Linked DNA regions of Pan paniscus: region 1 is linked to region 2. The links are chromatin contacts, called in public Hi-C maps. All regions are on one chromosome and are shown on one strand. Each heading gives the region's core, a stretch centred on a gene start, on an enhancer-like site or on the middle of the called end of the contact. The rest is flanking DNA. Distances are from core to core; before and after follow the strand shown. Region 1 holds the start of MATN1 (matrilin 1). Region 2 holds the start of SDC3 (syndecan 3).

Evidence for each region. Hi-C and Micro-C count contacts between places; a contact is called where the count stands out from the background.
Region 1: a contact with region 2 is called in a Hi-C map of induced pluripotent stem cells, with 5 times the contacts expected there. The contact joins the promoter of MATN1 here to the promoter of SDC3 in region 2. A contact is called at or near these places in 2 of 3 Hi-C or Micro-C datasets (fibroblasts and induced pluripotent stem cells).

The regions. Positions count from the first base shown.
Region 1 is chr1:196,115,600-196,121,612 of NHGRI_mPanPan1-v2.0_pri, reverse strand. It overlaps MATN1 (matrilin 1), which reads right to left and starts at 4,278. Exons shown (of 8, transcript XM_055095781.2): 1 at 2,527-4,278; 2 at 474-820. The coding sequence starts at 2,620. It overlaps LOC130540662 (a long non-coding RNA gene), which reads left to right and starts at 657. Exons shown (of 2, transcript XR_008954651.2): 1 at 657-791; 2 at 4,810-5,823.
Region 2 is chr1:195,928,746-195,933,987 of NHGRI_mPanPan1-v2.0_pri, reverse strand. It overlaps SDC3 (syndecan 3), which reads right to left and starts at 3,032. Exons shown (of 5, transcript XM_034959750.4): 1 at 2,708-3,032. The coding sequence starts at 2,845.

The DNA.
Region 1 (6,013 bases), core at 3,029-5,528, 190 kb before region 2:
ATAGCAGCACTTGGAGAAGGTGTTATCATTACTCCCATTTTACAGGTGAGGAAACCGAGGACCAGTGACATGACGTCACTTGCTCAGGGTGGCACAGCTAGTATGGTGGAGCAGGGCATGAACCCAGACAGGCTGGTGGCGGAGGCCACACCTTCACTCCTCCCATAAGCATCTGGCCTGTCTGCAATGTCTTCAAGGGGCTCAGACTGGTCAGGAACCAAGGTCAACTAAACTGAAATGATTGTGAGCTCCTAGGATGGAAAGGTTGGGTAAAGGTGGCTTCAAATCCCAGCTCTGTCACTTGCAACTGGTGACCTCTGTCTAATGACCGCCCCTCTCTGACCCTGTTTCCCCAGCTATGAAATGGCCACCTCACGGGGCATCATGGGAATCAAAGTGTCTGCAGGCAAAGCTCATAACTCTGAGCGGGAGCCTCCAAACAGCAGCATCCTAGCAGGGTGGCGTGCACGTACCTTGCTGATGTCAGGGGACCTGGAATGACCACCCTCTGCATCGCCGAAGGCTTTAGTGATAGCGAACTGGATGGCCAGGCCAGTCATGGTGCCTGTGGACAGCGGCTGGATACGGCGCACAGCCTGCAGCAGTGCGGCCTTGGAGACGTGAGCCCGCAGCGAGAACTCCTGCTTCACAGTGCTGGCATAGTTGACCATGCCCACCCGGGTGGCATTGGGCCCCACGTCCAGCGACTCGATGACCTGGGACAGGAATACCTTCACTTTCTCAAATTCAACAGGCCGAACGCTGCGAGAGCTGTCGACAACAAACACCAGGTCCGTGGGCCGCGTCCGGCAGAGATTGCCTGGGAGTGGGGCAGGAGGGGTAAGGCAGAGAGCAGAGACACAGGTCAGGGACTGGGCCTGAGGACACAGAACGCGGCTTCTTAGATCCAGGTGCGAGGCCTCGGGCCCAGTAGGCTGCAAACTTCAGCTGGGCAGCTGAGCCCTTTTGTCAACATGCAGACACCAGCAAGCAACTTGCCAAAGGCCCCCTGCTCAGCCCATGGGGAACACAGAGGGCCAAGCCTGGCCTTGGGCCATTTGCTTCACTTCTCTGAGCCTCAGTTTCCTCATCTGAGCAGTGAGCTAGCAATCCCTCCTTACAGGATGTTTTGAGGAGCCAGCAGGGGGCCAGGCAAGCAATGAGTATTCCAGGGGTGGCAAAGGACCCTGCGGCCTTGAAAACACATTTAGGTTTCAGCCCAGACTTGCTGCCAGAAACAAGGGCAGTTATTTCTTCTAGCTGGGCAGGAGGGTACCAAGGATGGGCCCTCCAGGCATGGGCACAGGCTTGAGAGCCAAAGCAGTGCCCGTCAACATGGCCTCTTTCATCTGAGCATCAAAGCAAATCACCAAAGTGGAACCAGTTTCCCTCAGCCTGGCAGTGCCTGCTGGCGGGTTGCTGAAGACAGGGAAAAGGAGCAGGAATTCCTGGTGGCCACCTCGGCAGCCTGATCAGGTGCACACCAAGACACACCCCCGAGGAGCAATGTCCTCCAGAGACCCAAGAAGGCAGCACCCTGTGCTGGGAAGTATGCAGGGTCAGAGTGAGTTCAGGCCTGGGTTCAAATCCTGGCTCAGCCACTCTGTGGGGCCCTGGGCAGATCATTGCACCTTTCTGAGCCTCTGTGATCTCACATGTCCAGTGGAGAGAATAAGGCTACTGTCGCTGGCCTGGGCCTGCAGTCAGGAAGGTCTCACTACAAAGGCCCTTCCCTCCCCATCCCATGCGGAGTCTGAGCTGAGCAGAGCCAATCCCAAAGAGGAAAGGGGAAACGTGCAGGGCCGTCCCAACCCCCAAGTCACAGTAACTCACAGTGCCCTAGACTGGGGCTCTGGACATCAGAGTTCCTCAGGAGACCTTAGAAATCACCATGCAGCTGGCTCCCTGCCGTCTACTAGCTAAGGCTACAAATGGGTAAACTGAGACCCAAAGAGGGAAAGGGAATTGGCCACACCGTACAGCAGTAGATCAATAACCTAGAGGCTCTGGGGCTATCTCACTGTGTGGTCTTAGGCCCTCACTGACCTCAGTTTCCCCATCTGTACAGGAAGAATGGGCATTCCAGGACTCAGTGCCCAAACCTGAAACTCTGGGGGGTGTTATTGCCCCCAGGGAGCCCAAGGCTGGAAGGACCCGCAAAGGGGGCATGAGCTCTTGGCATCCCAGGTCTGCTGTCATCAAAGAGCCATGGGCTCAGCCCTGGGCTTGGTGCCGCTCCAGACGTCAGCCAGCTCTCTGAGTAGCTTCTGCTCCCCAGAGACCTGGAAGACCAAGGTCCCTGCCTCATGCATGGTCCCTGAGGGCTGAGGAGCACCCCTGCCCTGACCCTTATAAGCACCATGGTCCCTGTCTGCTCCTGCACCAGCCCACTGCCCACCACTGCCGCCCTGCTCCCTTCCCCATCCTGGATCCCATGTGCTCCCTGCCATATCGGTACCCAGCCCCCAGTGCTGAGGGTCAGGGCCCACTAGCTCAGTAGCCCCCTTCTCACGCAGGCCCCCTCACCTCTGGACTGGGGGGCGAGGCCAGGGCTGCACGGGGCCTGGAGCAGCAGCAGCAGGCTGCAGAGCATGAGGCTAGTGCCAGAGAGGACCCTCATAGTTCTGGCAGCACGGGCAGCAGTCGGCACGGTTGTGGGACCAGTGGGGTCCAGGTCTTATCAACCCCACTGCCCGCCCAGCCTTTGGGTCAGGTGGCCCCCAACTGACGACTGACGTGGGGGCAGCCCGCCCTGGCCCCCAGCCCCCCCAAGGGCGGGGCTTGGGCTGAATGGAGGTGTGTGTGCCCTGAGAGGGCGGGAGCGCCTGGCCCAGGCTTCAGAGGCCCCTCTGACCACAAGGGCTCCTTTGCTTGCAGAAGCAACTAGAACGGCAGCTGGAATTTGGGAAATCTCAGGTGGGTGGGGGGTGGCTCCTCCAGGGGCTGGAGCCCGCGCTGCCTTGAAGCTCCACCCCAAGCCTAGGCATACCTGAGTCCAATGGCCCGGCCCAGCCCAGCCCTGTCCTGCACCTTCATCCCACACCCAAATCCTTCCCCCACTCACAACCCCAAGTTTCTCATTAAATTCACTTCCCCTTCCCCAGCCTCACTGTGCCCTGCTCTCCGCACACACCCTGCTCTCCAGCTACCCCTGGATTCTCCTCGAAGGCCTCCAGGCCATCACACATGCAGGGCCATCTGCCCAGAATCCTTTCCTCTCACTAACTCTCTGCCTTGTAGAATCTTTCAAGGTCATAATTAGGGCTAACATGTACCTTCACTGTTAGTATGGGCAGGGCAGTGGAGACCATGGTTAAGAGCACAGACTTGGGAGCCAGGTTACCTGGGTTTGCTATACCAGCAAACCACCTGTGTGACCATGGGCAAGTGACTTCACCTCTCATGTCTCAGATTGCTCGTCTGGAAACTAGGGATGGTAATAGCGCCTCCTAGGGTTGATTCAAGGAGCAAAGGAGTTAGATGAGGTTTCTCAGTTAATCCTCTTGACAACTTTGTAAAGCAGCTACTGTTAAAGAACAGAGAGGTAAAATAACTTGTCTGAAGTTACACAGCTAAGAAGTGTTATTGCCAGGATAGAGCCCCAGGCCCAGCTCTCAGCCATGCTGCTGTCTCAGTGTAGCTTGATGTAGGTGGCTTCTCCCTGCCCATCTCTTCCTCCTGTGGGTCCCTGCTTGGCCCACCTCACCTGTGAGCCTGTGGATTCAACTCTGCATCAGGCCCAGCACAGAGAAGGCAAAGATAAAGCCTTCTAAACAAAGTAACATCAGCAGGAACGATCCCCTTCTTTGCATTTGGGTCAAGTAGTTCATGAGATAGAGCAGAAAGAGCATGGGCTTGGCTACCTGAGAGATCCAGGTTCAAAGCCACTTCTGCTCCTAACTGGCTGTGTGACCTGGAGCTGGTGACTTAACCTCTCTGAGCCTCAGCTTGCCATGGTGCAGTGGGAATGGTCGTTCTTGATCTGCCTGCCCCATGTGAGGGGCAAGAGGGGGACAGAAGTGGAGATGGAGTTAAAGGATTGTCATTGCTCCAGGAGGCAGAATCCTAAGACTTGGGACCTATGCACTTCACTCTGTGTAAATTATACCTCAATAAAAGGAAATGTACAGACAAAAAGCGACTGCTGGGTGCAGCAGACCCAACTCACTGCTACCACACTCTTTAGCAATAATTATAACAATCCCTTCCACCCTTGACATGGCAAAGTTACTCACTCTACCACTCTATCTCATTTGCTCACCCAACAAACCTGTGAAGTCAGCAGATCTGAGTCTGTTGGCCCATTTGTCAGATGGAGAAACTGAGGCCCAGAGAGGTTCACTGACTTACCCGAAGCCACCAGCCAGTTTAGGGGCAGAGCCAAGCCTAAAGCTCAGGCCTCACTCCCCTTTGCACCAGTGTTAGAGAAGGAGGAGGTTAAGAGCATTGCCTTCTGACTTTTTCCCCTTACATTTCATGTGTGCCTAATTCACAGCCCTCCCCAATTCCAAAAACCACTTGAAGCTGCTGATTCCTTTTTCTGCTACAACTTTGAAGTCGAATTCTCCTCCAGAGATGCTGCAGGGTGTGATGATGGTGGTGACTCTCCCTTCCCAAAATGGTGTAATAAAGGTGTTACCTGTCTCCCCAAGGACGTGAGCTCCCTCCGAGCAGGGGGCTTGCCCGTCTCAGTCACCACTGAATCCCTGGGACCCAGCATGGTGCCTGGCACAGGATCTCTGGTGAGCAAATGAAGGAATGAATGAAAACTAACTACGAACCTGTTCCATTTCCCTACAAACCACCCAGGGTCACACAAGGGCCATCCACGGTGACCAGTGGTGAGAAACGCAATGCTGTCCTCGTGCCATGCTGGAGGTGAACGAGGAGAATGTGAGCTGGGGTCTCCTCACCAACTGCTCCCCCCACCCCAACCCCCCTGACAGCCAGGGCTGTGTCCGGGGCTCAGGGCACAAGGCTCCGTTAGCTGGGCAGCAGCTGGCCCATGAAACAGCCCTTTCAGCTCCACCTCTGAATGGCAGTTCTATGGGCTCCTCGGAAGAACACAGGCGCCTTCTCTGTGTCACTTCTCCGCTCATTAGCAGAGCTGCAGAAATACACTACAGGTAAGTTTTCAGGAACAGAGATGGGTCCCCACCCCGACCACCACCAGAAAAAAAAAAAAAAGGCAGCTTTGGCATTCTATAGCAGGGGCAAGGCCTGGGGGCGGTGGTGGAGAGGAGATCTAAAAGTTCAGCATATACATTAAGGAAAGAAAATCAATATTTGTGTTTTTTAAATGTGAAACACTTTTCCCCAGGACTCAAAATTGAGAACAGTGTGTCCGGTATGAGCCAGAAGGAAAAAAAATGCACGAAGGGGCCTTCTGCAAGGTTGCTCACAAGTCAAACAGGCAGCTGTGAAGGGCTCTGCTGTTCCCTCCTCCTGTTTTCACATCCCTTAGGCTTCCAGAAACTTAAAGCCGTTAGTATTTCATGCAAGAGAGAGCATTTGTGATCCACGGAGAGGCCCCTGGGCAGTGTGGTTCAGTGGGAAGCACACAGGACTCCCTCCCCAGTGCTCCCAGGATCAGCTCTTTCCCTAAAGAGCAAACCTGGTTATCTCGCAATGACCTAGCTAACACAAATGCAACATCAGCCGGGGCAGCCTGCTCCCTTCACTCTTTGCCCACCATCAGCTGTTTGGCAGTATCCATATACGCCTTTACCAGTATTTATTTAATCTTTTTGTTTAATTCACTCTAAACCAACTCACTTCTTAAAAATTTCTCTGCCTTATAAGAAATAATAGCCATGAAATCACTGGTTTGATGTACGGTTTATTTATTTATTCCAATAAACACTCATTCAATATAAAATTCAAATAAATTCAAAACTAATTAAATTTAGCCTTTTCATCCACATATCACTGAAAATTTTCTTGTTTTCTGCCAGTGGCATGCACGACAGACTTTGAGGAATCCTGTGAAGTGAAACAGCTTTAGAATCAAAGA
Region 2 (5,242 bases), core at 1,783-4,282:
TAGCTGAGGTGGCCTTAAAGGCAGATGTCCCTCAGAGTCCTGGTAACTTGGTCTGTCAGAAGAGGGACTCCTCAAAGGAGATGCCAGGAGACAGACACAGACACACAAACACACACACACACACACACTGCAATTCACCATCTGCAGTGTGAATGAGGCCTGCTCTCCCTGCTATCCCCATCCTGAAAGACACGAAGACACACACACATACACACACACACACACACACACACACACACACACACAAAGGCTGGCAGGTGACCCAAGGGTCATCATGTCCCTGCCCTTCCCTGCCCTGAGCCAGCCACCGCTCATGTACCAAGGCCACCCCTGGAGCTTCCCTGGCTGGGGCTCTTCTGATCTAACCTCAGTCCCTCCTGCTGCAGGCACTGCCCTCTCCCTCTGGTGCGGAACCCCGGCAACCAGGTACCACCCATTAACCCTTTTCCTCCCAAGCCAGATGAGGACAAGAGGGATGATGCCCCTCCTTGACAGCTTGACCCATGGGAAGATGTGAGGCCTGGAGGACACTCCACTTCCCACCACCTCACCAGGCGCCCCAGTCCCTGCCCTCCCCCAGGCCCCACCCACCATTTCAGCCTCTGGGCTCAGACTCTCGGGGTCTGCTTGATCTGCCACCCAACACTGGGTCTGAGCCACATCTCTCAGATTCAGGTCACCCGCGTTGCGAGGCCCTACTGTGCATGAGGCTATTAAATGCTCTCACTAAGTCCTTCCACCACCTCGTGGAGTATGAATTATTAGCCTTATTCAGCAAGGAAAGTGGCCTGCCCAGCGCTCCACCTGGCCTCCAAGTCTAAAACTTTCTGTCCTGAGCCCCTTTCATTCATGTGCACACCACATGACTCCTGAGCTCCTTCTCAGGACACTCGTCAGTCATCCCATTGAATTTTTGCCCTCTGAGGAAGGGGTCATTAGCCCCATTTCACAGAGGGACAACCAAGGGTCAGAGAAGTAAGAGGACCTGCCCAAACCATGCCACGAATCGGCGGGGGTAGCAGGATTGGAACCCAGGGTTGTGTGATTCCCAAGCCTTTGATTTTAAGGATGGTCTTTCAGAAATTTGGCTGAGAAGGCGACCCCAGCTGCTAGGGTGTGCTGGGTCTCTATCCCTCCCAGGGACCTCTTCCTCTCACCCCACTTAGGGGAGAGCTGGGAATGAGACACCCTGGCCAGCAGGCACTTCACACAGGTCAGCCCTTAACACTTCCCCTCCCTCCAGCTGACAGCCCCCTAGATGGGGAAGGCTGAGGAGGGGCCTGTCCATCCAAGAAGCAAGCTTGGAGCCCCTGCCTGTCCTCCTTCTGTCTTACTGACTGGCCCACTGAGGCTGGGAGAGGGAAGGAACTTGCAGAGGGCGGCTGGGCACCCAGTGTTGCTTGAGAGGCCTGGGTCCTTTTCAGCCTGGGGGATGCAGGACAGCACAGCTCCTGGAACCAACCCGGGAGGCTGGACCTAGAAATCCCCAGCCAGCCTGAGCCAGAACCTGGACACTTGTCCAACAAGAACTCATCTGGGGCCTGGATCCCTCAAAGGGGGATGAGGTCCTTCCTTTCTCTGCCCTCCCTGACGGAGCTGGGACCAAGCATGGCTGCTACGGTCACTCAAAGGGACACTCAAGGGTCACCTCATACATACCATCACCTCCACCTGCACATGCTTGGTTCCCCTCAGGGGTCCTCGTCCCATGTCCAGGGTCCCCCATGCACCTGCATTCACACGCTGCTATGTGCACTCACACACATTCATGGGTCCAAGCACACGCCCACCAGAGGTCTTTCACACACACACCCTCACCCACTGCAGCCACACACGGCCATAGCCAACAGTGGCCCAGCCAGGCACAGGCACACATCATGCACAATGGGTCACCCTCCCACGACCACGGACGGGAGGGCACGCTGGCATCCACCCATGTGGCAGACACATCCTTCACCTGCACACGCCCCACAGGTCCCCGCACCCCTCACTGAGTTGGCCACACACGCCCACACACGCCCACACACAGGGTTACCCTCACTCCCCCCTCAGGTCACCTTCACCAAGTCACCCTCCACCTCCACCTCCCCCTCCCGGGCCCACTGCCCTGGCCGGCTGCCGCGACCCTGGGAAGAACCAAATGCACACCCTCCCCTCGGAGGGGGAACCGATCCGATTCCCAAAAAGTGGCCATGGTCTGGGCACACCCACGAGGCAAAAGCCAGGCTCACTCCCACCCCAAGACACACCCAGCCGGGACGGCGACCCCCAGCCCGCCGCCGGGTCCTTCTCGCGCCTCCCAGGCCAGCGCAGGGGTCCCGCTTCGTCCCCGGGGAGACAGTTCCCGGAGCCACTGGGAGGTGGGGGAACAGGGCTGAGGACCCGCGATCGGGTTCCCTCCCGGGATTCCCTCTGGGGAGGGGTCCCAAAAGGAAGGAGAGATGGGCCCCCCGAAGATGACCAGCGGCGGGGGCGGCCTCTCCCCCGCGGATGCCAGCTAGGGGGAGATTCCGGGGGCGGGGGGAGCAGGGTGCGGAAAGGGGCGCTGGGGGGAGGGTCGAGGGGTGGCAGGGACCGCGGCTCCGGGGGAAGCAGCCGGGGGGGAGGGAGCGGGGTCCCGGAGGGGGGGTCGCGGGCGGGGACCGGCACCCCGCGCGGGGGGCGGCCCCGGGGAGCAGTGGCGGAGATCCGGGCGCGTGTCACTCACCCCCGCGGCGCGCCCCGCCAGCAGCAGCAGCAGCAGCGGTGGCAGGAGCAGCCCGCGGGCCCCGGGCCCGGCCGCGGCCCCGGCCCCGGCGCCGGCCCCGTGGGCGGCCCCGGCACGGTGCGGCGGCCCCGGCTTCATGGCGGCGGCGCGGGCGGCGGGCGGCGGGCGGCGGGCGGGCGCCTTTGTTCCCGAGGCGCGGCGCGCGGGGCGGCTGCTTGGCGGCGGCGCGGCCCGGCGGCTGGACCGACGCGCTCTAGGCTCGCGGGCTCCCGGCTCGGCCGCCCGGCTCCGCCTCGCAGCTCCGCGCCCACAGCGGCCGCGCCCGCAGGAAGCGTGCGCCGCCGCCGCCGCCGCCGGGCCGCCCCCAGCGCGGGCGGAGCGGGAGGAGGGGCCGGGGCGGGGCGGGCCCAGTGCGCCCCCCGCGGGCTCCGCGCCCTCTGACCCCAGTCCCAGCCCCCGCCCCCACCCAGAGGGAGCCCCGCGCTGCCGAGTGGGCACCCGGACACCTGAGTGAGCAGCCGGCCTCGCCGATCCCGGGGCTGGAGGGCGCGGAGCCCGCCGGACGCACCTCCGCGGCCGCCGTGCTAGGTAGAAGGGAAGGGTCCCGCGTGGGATACCAGGGCCCGGGCCTGGCTCCCTGAAGTCGCCGAGCGGAGGGGTCGCATGGGCGTTTTCATCTACAGCCTCCCCCTGTGGCTCTTCCTGGACTCCCATCGTCACCCTCACACACTCAGCCAGTCCACCCAGTGGGCCAGAGGTCATCCAAGACCACGGGCTTTCATGCCTCCAGGACACCCAGGGGCTGTGTGACCTCAGATCAGGGCCCGGCCCTCTCTGGGCCTCGGTCTCCCCAGGGGACCACGGGGGTGGTCACTTCTGGGCCCTGTCACTGTGGATCTGCAGAGGAAAAGCCACGCAGACCTGAGCGCAGCTGCTTCCACACCAGCTGTGCGCCTCCAGCAAGGCCCCCAGTTCTCTGAGACTCAGACCCCCCATGGTTGAATGGGACCACCCCCTCCAGTGCAGGATGGCGAGAAAAGTACATCTCTGAGTGGCAGTCTCTAGCGCTGGTGGTCTTTCTACCCTGTGTGGTCACGGTGCCTTTTCCCCCTTAACCTTCATCCCCCGCGGCATACCCCATGCTGTTCTTACTTCTCCAAGTCTCCAATGGCGTGTTAGCTCCAGCGGGGGCAGGGTTTTGTGTCTGTCTTGTTCACTGCTATGTCCCCAGCACCAGCACAGAGCTCGGCATGACATCGATGCTCAATCCAAATTTGCTGAATCAATGAACGTGTTTCCCATTTACTGGGGCTCACCCCCATCCAAGTGTTTTGGGGCAAGATAGGGGAGAGTGAAACATTTCTTGAACCCTGACCACATGCCAGGTGCCCAGCGCTTTCATGTGTTATATCATTTCTCAGGAACCCCATAAGGTCGGTCTGTCAATATCTTCACTTCTTAGGTGGGGAAGCTGAGAGCCAGCAAGAAGAGGTTATTTGCTGATGACAGCTGGCTGGACGTCTCTACCCTCAGTTACTCTCCTCTCTGGCCCCTGTGTCCCAGCACCCAGCTTAGAGCCTGCCATTAGAAAATAGGAATGAAATCAGGCCGGTCGTGGTGGCTCACGCCTGTAATCCCACCACGTTGGGAGGCCGAGGCGGGCGGATCACGAGGTCAGGAGATCCTGGCCAACATGGTGAAACCCCGTCTCTACTAAAAATACAAAAAATTGGCCGGGCGTGGTGGCAGGCGCCTGTAGTCCCAGCTACCAGGAGGGTGAGGCAGGAGAATGGCGTGAACCCGGGAGGCGGAGCTTGCAGTGAGCCGAGATCGCGCCACTGCACTCCAGCCTGGGCGACAGAGCGAGACTCCTTCTCAAAAAAAAAAAAAAGAAGAAAAGAAAAGAAAAGAAAATAGGGGAACGAAATTGAGTTGAAACTGGAACAATTCCCTCAAGGAAAGGGGAACCAAAACCAGGATGAATGGAGGGGCAGGCCTAGAGGAAGAGACTCTGGGGGACCAGCCATGGGTTTTTGGTGTTGGGGGTAACTGGACTTGTCCTGCAGGGCCCTTGGGAGGAGGACCAGGGGACAAAGGTCAACTCAACATAAAGTAGAGATGAATTAGAAGGGGCTCCCCAGGAGGGAGGGAGAGCCCAGTCCCTAAAGGGTATGAAAGGCAAGCTCACCACCCTTTGACAGGGATCCTGGACAGGGAAGACAGGGAGACTTTCGAACTAGGAATTCTGAGGTCCCAGCCTCTGAAAATTCAATTCTCAAATCTTTTGGCGTGACATCAATGCTCGATCCAAATTTGACTGGCACCTTGGGGAGATGGGCAGGGAGGCTGATGGGGTGCAATAGGTGGGAAGCTGGTTTCTGTTGAGGTAGCACAGCTTGGAATTGAAGAGCTCTGGCTCTGGGTCGGCCAAGTACCTGGGTTCAAATCCCAGTTCTGCCAGTTATGAGCTGTATTGTGTTGGATGTGTGACTTAACCTCTCTGAGCCTCAATTTCCCAGCTGTAATATAGAGATA